Regions from separate parts of the Gossypium hirsutum genome. Here region 2 is linked to region 1. Evidence: chromatin contacts called from public Hi-C data. All regions are on one chromosome and are shown on one strand. The core of a region is the stretch at or near the end of the contact, and the rest is flanking DNA. Distances in the headings are between cores, read along the strand shown. Region 1 holds the start of LOC107929466 (two-component response regulator-like APRR5). Region 2 has its middle 13 kb from the start of LOC107929567.

Region 1 (5,340 bases), core at 2,107-4,606:
CTCAACTCGATAATTATTGAATCGAGTCCAAACTTTTTTCGAATCGAACTCGAGTAGCTTGCAAGCACCAATGTTTCATTTACATATTTTTAGTCAAAAATTGCCAACATGACATGTTGTCCTCATATAACATTGCATATGGTTGACAAAAAATGAATATGTTAAGTTCATAAATTTTGACAGAAATTGCAAACAACGATAATAATTAGATTAGAATTTTTTAATTGAAAAAGTAGGAGGATCGAATTTTTAACTTTTAAATATAATGACTAAATCTTAAATTCTAAATACGTACATAGACTAATAATATATTTTAACCTAGAAAAAAATTATAATTTTTTAGAGTACAAACACATAATACTCACCTATTTTACGATTTGAATTTAATTTTATTCGGATTAAAATAATATTCAAAATCCTAAATTGTTTTTCAATTAATGTCCATATATAGCTTGTATCTTCTTATTTGTTAAAAGTATATGAATAATTTTAGAATAAATTTTTTATCCTTGTTTCATTTCATCATTAGAAAGAAACAATATGCATATCAGGTCAAGCAAAGACCTAATAAAATATACAAGACATGATAGGAACAAAAACACTAAATTACGACTAATATTATTTGAATTGGATTAAATCAGTCGGAGTATTGATTTAAAAAAGGATATTGAACTAATTATTCTAGGAACCAGTACAAAACAATAGAATCAGTAGAATAAAATTTTTAATATATTTTATTTTTTATAATTTTTTAATAATTGATTTAATCTAATTTTAAAAACCTTGCATACCATGCCAATATATATTTTTTTTCATGGGTGTAAGAGAAGACTCTATGTTATTCGCTTTTAATCACCATTAATCACAACCTTAACACATATGAGGGTTAATAGGGTCTGATTAATTGGTGTTTATAGCACTAGTTTTAAGCTAAAAAATCATAATTAATTATATTAGATTTTAAAGAGCCGAATGAATTGATTTCACCATCTATGTTTCTTTTTACGAAGTTAGAAAAATTATTCTAAAAGTATTTATAATTTTATATGTTGTGATTAATTAAAAAAATAAATACACATAATAAAAATAATCCAATTTGAACTTAAAATATTAATACTTTTCACTTAATTCAATTTTATTATTTTAACTAAAGTTACGTTTAGATATTATCTTTTTTGTTACAATGTAAAAAGTTAAACTTCAAAGTTCAATCAATAAATTAAATTTTTGTTCCTTAACACTTATCTCGCAACATAACCTTTGAGCAAAAATATAAAATCTGGTTGTACAGCCCATAACCCATTTAATTATAGCATTAACAATCATATTCACTGTTCTTGACACATAAAATATCTTGTCAATTTTTCCCCATCCAATTACAAATCTCTAGCTTTAAATTTGATAATCCCAGCCGCTCAATTAAATCAAGAGCAACTTTGCTATACACGAATTTGCCATATATTTGAAAGGTAGTAGAAGTGACACGTAGTAAGGAAAAGGTTGGAAGAAAAGAGCAGCAGTTGCTTAAAGAAATAAGAATGGTTGGGTGGCAATGTGAAATAGTAGGGGAATATAGAATGCCACACATTTTGGTATCTCATCCCATCATATTTTCAAGAATTACAATTTATGATATGATATGATGGTGATCATTTTGTTGATCATGGCATGGCATATTGATTCTCAGATCCCATCAATTTTAGTGTTAAATTTCTGTCATCCATCCCTTCTACACAAATAACAATTGAAATTCGTACCAACAATACAACAAAATATCTTAGGAACAAATTTGACATTTCACATCCATCAAATAAAGATGAAAGGAATATGATTTTATTCCTCAATTTTTAACATCTATGAACCAAAACCAGTAATTCATTATTGAAAATTTTCATATTTTTTATTTTTTGAAATTATAAATATTCTTTTATTTTTTAAATATATTTTTAAATTTGTTGATTGAGTTGACTTAACAAGTCAAATAATATTAATTCGAGTGTAAATTTACTTTGAAATAAAAAAAAACAAAAAAAAAACAGGCCTAACAAAACAAATAGAATCAATGATACTTTTCCAAAAAAAGAAGAAGAAGAAGTATAATTAAAGATTTTAATATATTTTTACCTTTTTAAAACATAAATCATATGTGTGGGTTTGGTCCTTAATACATGTATTATGGTTTGTTTTGTATTAATTAACTATTTATGCTTTGTTTAATTATTAATGTAATAATATGAGGAAAAGTGCATTTAGGACAAATGTGTTAAAATAGTTGGATATAAAATAATATTTTTTCAAAATAAGTGAACAAAAATTATTTATCTCGATCAGGGTTGCAAAGTATTACCATACAAATCAAAACTAAAACATTTAACTTCAAAACGGAAAAAAAAATTATGCAACTTAATATAATCATAGTAAAAATACTAATTAAGCCATCGGGGCCCTAAAAATAACTTGGGAACAATCAGGGACTAATTTATAATAAAATAGAAAATTTTGAAAAAAATTTAAAAAATAGAAAAACATGGGTCACATGGCCGTGTGACATAGTCCAGGCTGTTCCAGTTACAGAGACAGGTTAGGGATGTTACAAATTTCTTCTCTTTGTTAAAAATTATTTTGAATTTTTATGAAATTTTTATATATTTATTTTTCTGAATATATTTATAAATTTTAAATTATTTGTTGATGTATTATTTTAAAAAAATGGTGTTGTATTAGTATGAAGTATATATGAATTATCACGCAGGTTGTTCGTAAAAGAATGTTTTAGTCAATATTTTTATTTAGAAAATAATTTAATTTTTTTAAAATATTAATAATCAAAATTAGCTTAAAAAATAAGAACAAAATGATAAAAAAATGTAAAAATTAAAGATTAAAATTACTATTATGCTTTCTAAAAAAAACCAAAGACAAAAGGTCCCTTCTGCTTCTATTTCCAAATAACTCAATTCGAATGACTAAAATGAATGTACACTTATCCTGCCATTAACCAAATAAACGGTGAGTGATTAAACCGAAAAACCTTTCTAAGGATGGTGTTATATTTGAGATTTTCTTTTTTCAGTGACCAAATCGAATATTTGTTAAAGTTGGGTGACTTAATGGTGCAGTTTATACATTTGAAAAAAAGAAGAAGACAAAAGCGCTCCGCTGCAACACGCCCACGTGTTGGGTTACTGTCCAGTAAATCGAATGTCTCCTTAAAAGCATTCACAGAAATAATATCTGCTTCGAAATAGATTTTTTAGCAGTGGGTCCCACGCAAGAAAAATATCCCCAAACGCCGAAGCCCATGTTTGACCCCTTATTTTTCATTCATTCTTTTTTCTTTTTTGTAAAATATGAGCCCCACAATCCATGGCTTTCCGTAGGCCACACAAAATAGATTTTTAGATATTTTCCACCTTGGTCGCCGGTCAGATATTTATCACCGTTGGATTAGAATTAGATGCATACTTGATTCAGTTTCATACCGTCCGATTAAAGTTAAGATTATTATTATTATTATTATTTTTTTAATGTTGATTTTAGTAGTTGGGAATTGGACAGATTTTTGATTCTTTGCTTTGCTTTGCTAAGTTCAGAGTTGTAAAAAAAAAAAGTTATAGATTTTAGTGGTATACAAAAAAAGAAGCAGAAAAAAAAAAACTATGGGGGATTTTGTGGTGATGAGTTGCGAGGAAGTGAAGGAGGTGAAAGGTAACAGTGATACAGAGATGGAAAGTGGGGAATTTGAAGGGATAAAGAAGAAGAAAAGGAAGCAGCAGCAAGAAAGTTGTGTCTATGGTGAAGTGGTGAAATGGGAAAGGTGGATGGCTTTAAGGGTTTTGTTGATCGAAGCTGATGATTCAACCAGGCAAATTATAGCTGCTCTTCTCAAGAAATGCAATTATAAAGGTTAGGGCAAATCCTTTTTTTCCCCTCAATTTTATCCCTGAACTATTACTATTTGTTTCTCCTTTTTTTAAAAGCACAGCAAAGGGTGTTATTTGATCTTGGAATTAAGCTGTTTTCAAATAAGAAATTCTTTAGAATTGTTTTATACTACATTTGGAACTGAAAATGGTGCATTTCCCCCCATCTTTTTGAGCAGTTTCTGCAGTTCCAGATGGGTTGAAGGCATGGGAGATGCTGAAGGGAAAACCCCATAACTATGATCTCATTTTGGCAGAAGTGGATTTGCCATCTATATCTGGATTTGCTCTTCTTACACTAATCATGGAGCATGAGCTTTGTAAAAGCATCCCTGTTATAAGTATGATATAAAAAGATACGAATTTGGTAGTAGTTTCTACTATGGGTCCATAACAAACTAACTTAAATCAAGTTTCTTGTTTTGTCATTTTGCGTAAATATTGCAGTGATGTCCTCACAAGATTCAGTAAGCACAGTATACAAATGCATGTTGAGAGGGGCTGCTGATTACCTTGTTAAGCCAGTAAGGAGAAATGAACTGAGAAACTTATGGCAGCATGCGTGGAGAAGACAATCAGTATGCTTTACTTCTTTCACTTTATTTGTAATAGTTTTCCAATTTTTTTGTTCTGATCCTGTTTTGTATCTGTTGTTCGAATCAGTCTATAATTGATGGAAACTTCCCCGGGGATGAGAGCATTGGACGCAAACAGGTTGAAGCTACCTCTGAAAATGATGCTGCAAGACAAACTGATAAAGGAAGTGATACTCAGGTCAGTGCCATTTGAGCTTTGTTGTTTGATTGATCAGTGAATTTCCTGTATATAAGATTTGTCTTACACTTAACCGTGCCATTTAAGATGATATACTATTTCCATAGCGGTGAATTTTTGGTGTGTGGAGTGTTAAAGCTTATATGCTATCTTGTCATGAATTCAAGTAGAGATTTATGTGTATTGAAGAGGTCACTCATGGTCGAAAGGAATTTGTTTTTGTTTTCAGTTTAAATTGAGTACATGAAGTTTACAATAATGCATAATTACTATCTCTTGCAGAGCTCTTGTATAAAGCCGGACATGGAGGCTGAGAGTGCCGACATGGAAACTATCCAGGAATTTTCACACTTGATAAAGGGAAAATCGCAACCAAGTGGATCGCAGATGCATGAAGCTCATGACGGTTTAAATCAGAATCTGCTCATGCATGAGACGAAAACTAGTGGTAAGACAAGATATTTTTGAGTTTTGGCATTGCTTTTCTGCTCAGTAGGAGAACATCTAACCTTTTACAAATGTCTCAATCAAATTTGTAAGCAGTCAATGACTGCAAGGATCCCAACCTGACAACTGCGTACAAGGGTGTTGAACTGGAATGTCAAAGAACGAATACGAATATTTCGGCTGAGGCTGGTAATGC
Region 2 (5,387 bases), core at 558-3,057, 41 kb before region 1:
GTAGGCCCATGTGGTCCCCTTTTAAGGGATATTAGAGTTAAAGACCCATGTCCCATTCACATGGCTCCCCCAATCCTGAAATACCATAATCTTATTTATTTATTTATTATATTGCTACTTTTAAAAATGGTACAACTTTACTATATTTTAGTATAAAACTAAAAACAAAATACAAGTAATAATAGCTTAGCTTTGAGTTTAAAAAGGGAAAGAGCATTATAGCAATTTGGTTTTGGTTTCCTTGGCGGTGGTAGCATTATAGAAATTTATGTTGAATCAAAAGCAAATATAACCCCAATGCCCAAATGGGAGGGAGGTCCATACCATACCCTCCTTATTCCATTGTTCCTTGGTGGAGAAACATGTCTCCCGCCACCCTTTATTTTCTTATCTTTTAACTTGCCATTGTATTTCTACGGTCAACTTTTTCATTTTCTTAGGGTGTTGGATTCAACATTTCGATTTAGTTCATTTTTATAAATTTATAAAATAATTAATATCACACCACTAAATATTTTTTTAATTAAAATCCATACGTATTAGTATTGTTTTTTTTAATATAAAATTTTGAACCTTATATATTTTTTAAAAATTATTTAATATATATAATAATTATAAATATGAAATGAAATAATTTTTAAATAAAAATTTATCATTCAATAAATTCAAAATAAACAAAGAAAAAAGGGAGAGCATTTCATACTTTAAACAATAAGATTATCACTCACAATACGATGATAGTTCCATAAGAACATATAGATAAACCTATGTTCATGAAGCTTATAAGAATTTTCATCAATACAAGAAAAAAAATGATTACTATGATTTTTTTTACACCAACTGGTATAGTCGAAACTAGTGTGAAACCCATTAGCTAATCTAAATTAAATCGATTTACACTCATTTTTACTCACCTAATGTGAAACCCATTAGCTAATCCAAATTAAGAAACCAGTACATTAAAGTGTGTGTATGTGTATGGTTTAAATGAGGGTAGGACAGAATGCAAAAAGAAAAAAAAAAGTCAGGTTGGAATTACTACATAACAAGAGATTGGGGGAAAACGGGGATGCTTGGGTTAGGGCAGGAAGCGAAGTGACAAGACAGAGTAGGGTGGTTGCACTTGTTTCATTCAAAGGATCATCATCATCCATGATCCGATCCCCCCATGGAACTGGGTTTTGGTTACAAGTTTTAGTGGCAGTGGTACCACCACCACTTCATTAACAAACACCTACCACTGCCCTTTTGTCTGATTTGAGGGACAAATTGAATATCGAGAAGGACAAAATAGAAAGATGGTAAATGTGTAATAAAAGTACTGCAAGCCTTTGATTCCAGAAATTGAATCAACATGTACAACTTGTCTTTGTTTGCAACTCAGGAAATTCGTGTTTTATTATTTTATTTTATTTTTTGTAATGAAACTCTATATATAGATATATATATATAAGAGGAGACGATTGGGTGTTCGCTCAATTGACATCAATATTATTAACAATGTAAGAATATGTGAGTTTTAGTACACTAAAATATAATTCTAAGCATTGTATCAAAACACACTAAAAAATAATTTTTTTATGTAATTTGTGAATGTATAATCATATTTGAAATATTTGAAATTATTAATAATTAAATTTCAAGGTATTCGTGTGTTTTCATCTATTATATTTTTGGGGGGAACAAAGTTTTTTTTTATTGAAAAGAAGTATTTTAGTTTTAATTTTAGGAGGGTATGTTGATAACATATCTATTATGGTTGAGATTTTATATTTTTTCATATGACGTTTCGATAGAGGGAGGTGTTTGGCTTTTCTTGTTTTTATTGCAAATTGCATGTGATGTGGGGACAACCTCTTCCAGCTGTCTGCATCCAACCCTCTTTAATTTGCCTTCCCATCTCTCTCAAGCATCAATATGCTTGTACCATATTCCTCTTTTTATATATATACACATACCATTATATATAAAATTGTTTCATATATAATTCAGTATAAAAAATACGGATTTAAGTGTGTTAAAACACATTATCTTTTTATTTAAGGGACTATAAATAGTACTAGGCATTATACCAAAAATAGATAATAAGAACCTATAATAAGATTAATGGTCAAAAAATTTGTTTCATTTATTGATCGATATTTTTTTTTAATTGTATAAGTGAAGTTAAAAAATATCATTTATGTTTAATTGTTAAAAAAAATATAATTTGATTTCCATAAAATTATTAGAGAAGGAGTAGATTGTATTTCTGGCTCTTTACTAAAAAAATAGATAAATTAATATTTATTCATTTCAAAACGTGTAAATTAATTCATCCATTAAATTATCTTCTAAATGATGATGTGGACATGCTGAAAATTATTTCTTATGGTAAAATATAAAAATAGTCACTCAAGTTTGTATTTCATTAAATGCATTTCATTTAGTCATAATTTTTTCGAAATTAAATATTTTAGTCACTCTGGACTTATGTGGGCTTTTTCTATTAATCTAGTAACACAATTAACCATCTAATGTTTATACATTCTATCAAATTGATCTTAAATATAAAAAATTCAACAAATTTAGCCCTCGATATTTATAAAATTTGTCATTTTAGTTCTAATTCTAAAAAATCAATAAATTTGGCCCTCAACATTTGCAACACCTATCAATTTAGTCCTAACTTTAAAAATTTTAAAAATATCTTCTTTCAAGTCGCTTGCAACACTTTCTTTTACTATAATTTAGACTTCACATTGGATCAAACAAATTAATTTAGACATTATTTGGAATAATTGGCTACATTACTATCCGGACAAATAACGTTTTTAATGCCTTTATTATTTTTTGGATCTTAAATCTTTGTGTTTTATCCTAACCTTTTAAAGTATAATTTAGGCTTCACACTAGATCAAACCAATTGATTTGGAACTTATTTGGAATAATTGACTGCATTACTACCCGAACTTATAATGTTTTTAATGCTTTTATTTTCTTTTAGATCTTTTTCTTTCTTTGGTTTATCTTGACTTTTTAGAATTTTTTTACAATTGACTTAAAAGTGAATACTTTTTTTTTATTTTAATAACCCACACGGGTTAACTAATGGGTTATAAATGGATAAAAATTATTTTTTAAATATTGTTAAAATTTTCAGAGTTAAGATTAAATTAATATATTTTGTAAATGTTGAGAGGTTAAATTTATTAATTTTTTTATATTTATGATCAAATTGATAGAATACGTAAACATTAAAGTGCTAATTTTGTTATTAGATTAATTTAAAAAAGCTCCGGTAAATTTAGAGTGACTAAAATATTTAATTTCAAAAAATTTAGTGACTAAATAAATAATAATAATTAGATGAACAAAATAGGATGAACGGCACAATTGGATAACTATGAACGGCACAATTGGATAACTATTTTTAGTATTTACCTATAAAAAATGTAGCATCCCAAACCCGGCCCAGACGTTATGGCCGGATCCGACATGCCACATCAAAGCGTTCAAAACATTTTATATTGTTGATCCAGAAAAACCTACTTAGTGTTTTAAAAGATAATTTCATTATAGGTTAAAGTGAATGGAAGCTGTGCACCAGGTAGGAAACCGGAAAAGAGGAGGTGAGTTATCGGACTACTTAAGTACCAAGCTCCCTTCGGATCCAATCTTAGACATGCACACCGCCATTGCCACACCTTAACGTCATGTTAAGCTCAAAAATATCGAGGGCACAGAAATCATGCACTTTGCAGTCCAAACATTGCAGCTTACCAAAAACATTAATCGATTTACCTCACGAGCATTCGCACACTCGCAAATCTACAAAATACCGGTTTTTGGCATTTCGGCTTTTCGACTTTTGCCGATCTAGACTAAGAAATAGGGTGTTAGTTACACACCTGTTTGCGACGACATACTGACGAGATCCACACACGAACCGCCTACAATTGGATTACTAACACGTTAATCTAACTATTCAAATACAAACTACGTATTAACCCTTTACGATATTCGGCCAACCACACCTACAGATCATAATAAGCTTATAAGAAATCAATAAGCAACTCATTAACAAATTTTTGTCAATGTTTACCACATAATCATAATTTCACTGCAAGCTGTCTTCCTGAGCAACAGTCACTAAATCATTTATAACTGGAGCTATGAAACTCCAAATCAAGTGCCGTTAATTTTCCCTGAAAATAGACTCATATATCTTCTATCCATAAAATTTTCAGAATTTTTGGTATGGCCAATCAATACCGGATTTTTCTTAAAGTTTCCCATGTTTCACTGTTTGACTAATCTGACCACTCTTCATTACAAATCAAATTTCTCATTGTACAGAATTCAAAATATATTCTAGTTTATTTAATTTGAAACTAGACTCATTAAGCTTTAATTACATAATTTATTCACCTTCTAACTCATCTCTCACAATTTATGGTGATTTTCCAAAGTCACGTTACTGCTGCTGCCCCAAGCAGATTTATTACCAAATCACTCTTTCACACATAACTTGCATGCATGTTATTTAAACATGTATATCACCAGTCAATCATCACATATATATGAGTTTACTTAAGTATAGTCTCCATTTCATCATTTTAAAGCATAACATGTTAGCCGATTTTTTCCCTTAGCATCTAAGGCACATGCATGCTCATTTGTTTGGCTCAACTTCACCTATCTTCCATTTTTCATCAAAAGAACATGAAACAACAACCATTTCCTTCATTTTAATTCATGACCAAAATGCTCACAACACAACCAAAAACCAAAATATGCTTCAGGAGTTAAGGTAGAATCAAGAAGAACTCATGAACATCAAGATAGAAGCAAACTACCATGAACTTACCTTCAATTTTCTTCCCCAAGTGACCGAACATTCAAGAGCTTTCTCCCTTCCTTTCTCTTCTCTAACTTTAGGCTATGATGAACAAAGATGGACAAAACCTTGTTCTTTTCACCCATTTTTCTTTTAATAAAATTTCATATTTCATCCATTTAATTCTTTAATACAAAAGACATGAAATGCCCATCATGGAACATTTACCTAAACCATTATCATGAAACATTTACCTAACCCATTATCATGGAATATTTACTTAATCCATTATCATGGAACATTTACCTAACCCATTATCAATTTGTACCATGAATTATGGATATCAAGTGCTCATATTGTCTACAACAACATGATGGCTGGCCACTTCATGTAAAATGGGAGGTTTGTCATGCAAATCCTCCTATTTTGCACTCCTATTTATTTGGCCACTTCAATTTAGCCTATAGCATTTTCAAACATTTTCACATAGGTTCTATTTTATAATTTCACTCACAAATGACAAAATCAAAGCATGAAATTTTGCCAACATTCACAGAATTCCCGAATA

The links. A called contact is a pair of places that touch in the nucleus more often than the background predicts.
Region 2: a contact with region 1 is called in a Hi-C map of leaf, with 3 times the contacts expected there. The contact joins the enhancer-like site here to the promoter of LOC107929466 in region 1. A contact is called at or near these places in 8 of 34 Hi-C or Micro-C datasets (callus, leaf and petal).

The regions. Positions count from the first base shown.
Region 1 is chrA12:106,450,488-106,455,827 of Gossypium_hirsutum_v2.1, reverse strand. It overlaps LOC107929466 (two-component response regulator-like APRR5), which reads left to right and starts at 3,356. Exons shown (of 8, transcript XM_016860896.2): 1 at 3,356-3,906; 2 at 4,103-4,264; 3 at 4,371-4,501; 4 at 4,587-4,697; 5 at 4,980-5,145; 6 at 5,241-5,340. The coding sequence starts at 3,660.
Region 2 is chrA12:106,489,566-106,494,952 of Gossypium_hirsutum_v2.1, reverse strand. No RefSeq gene overlaps it. Among protein-coding and RNA genes, the nearest start is that of LOC107929567, 13 kb to the left of the region's middle. Within about 2 kb of position 1,807, at least 4 of the 9 cell types and tissues checked have an H3K27ac peak or open chromatin away from gene starts, as enhancers often do. A contact at or near this core is called in leaf, where this site is marked.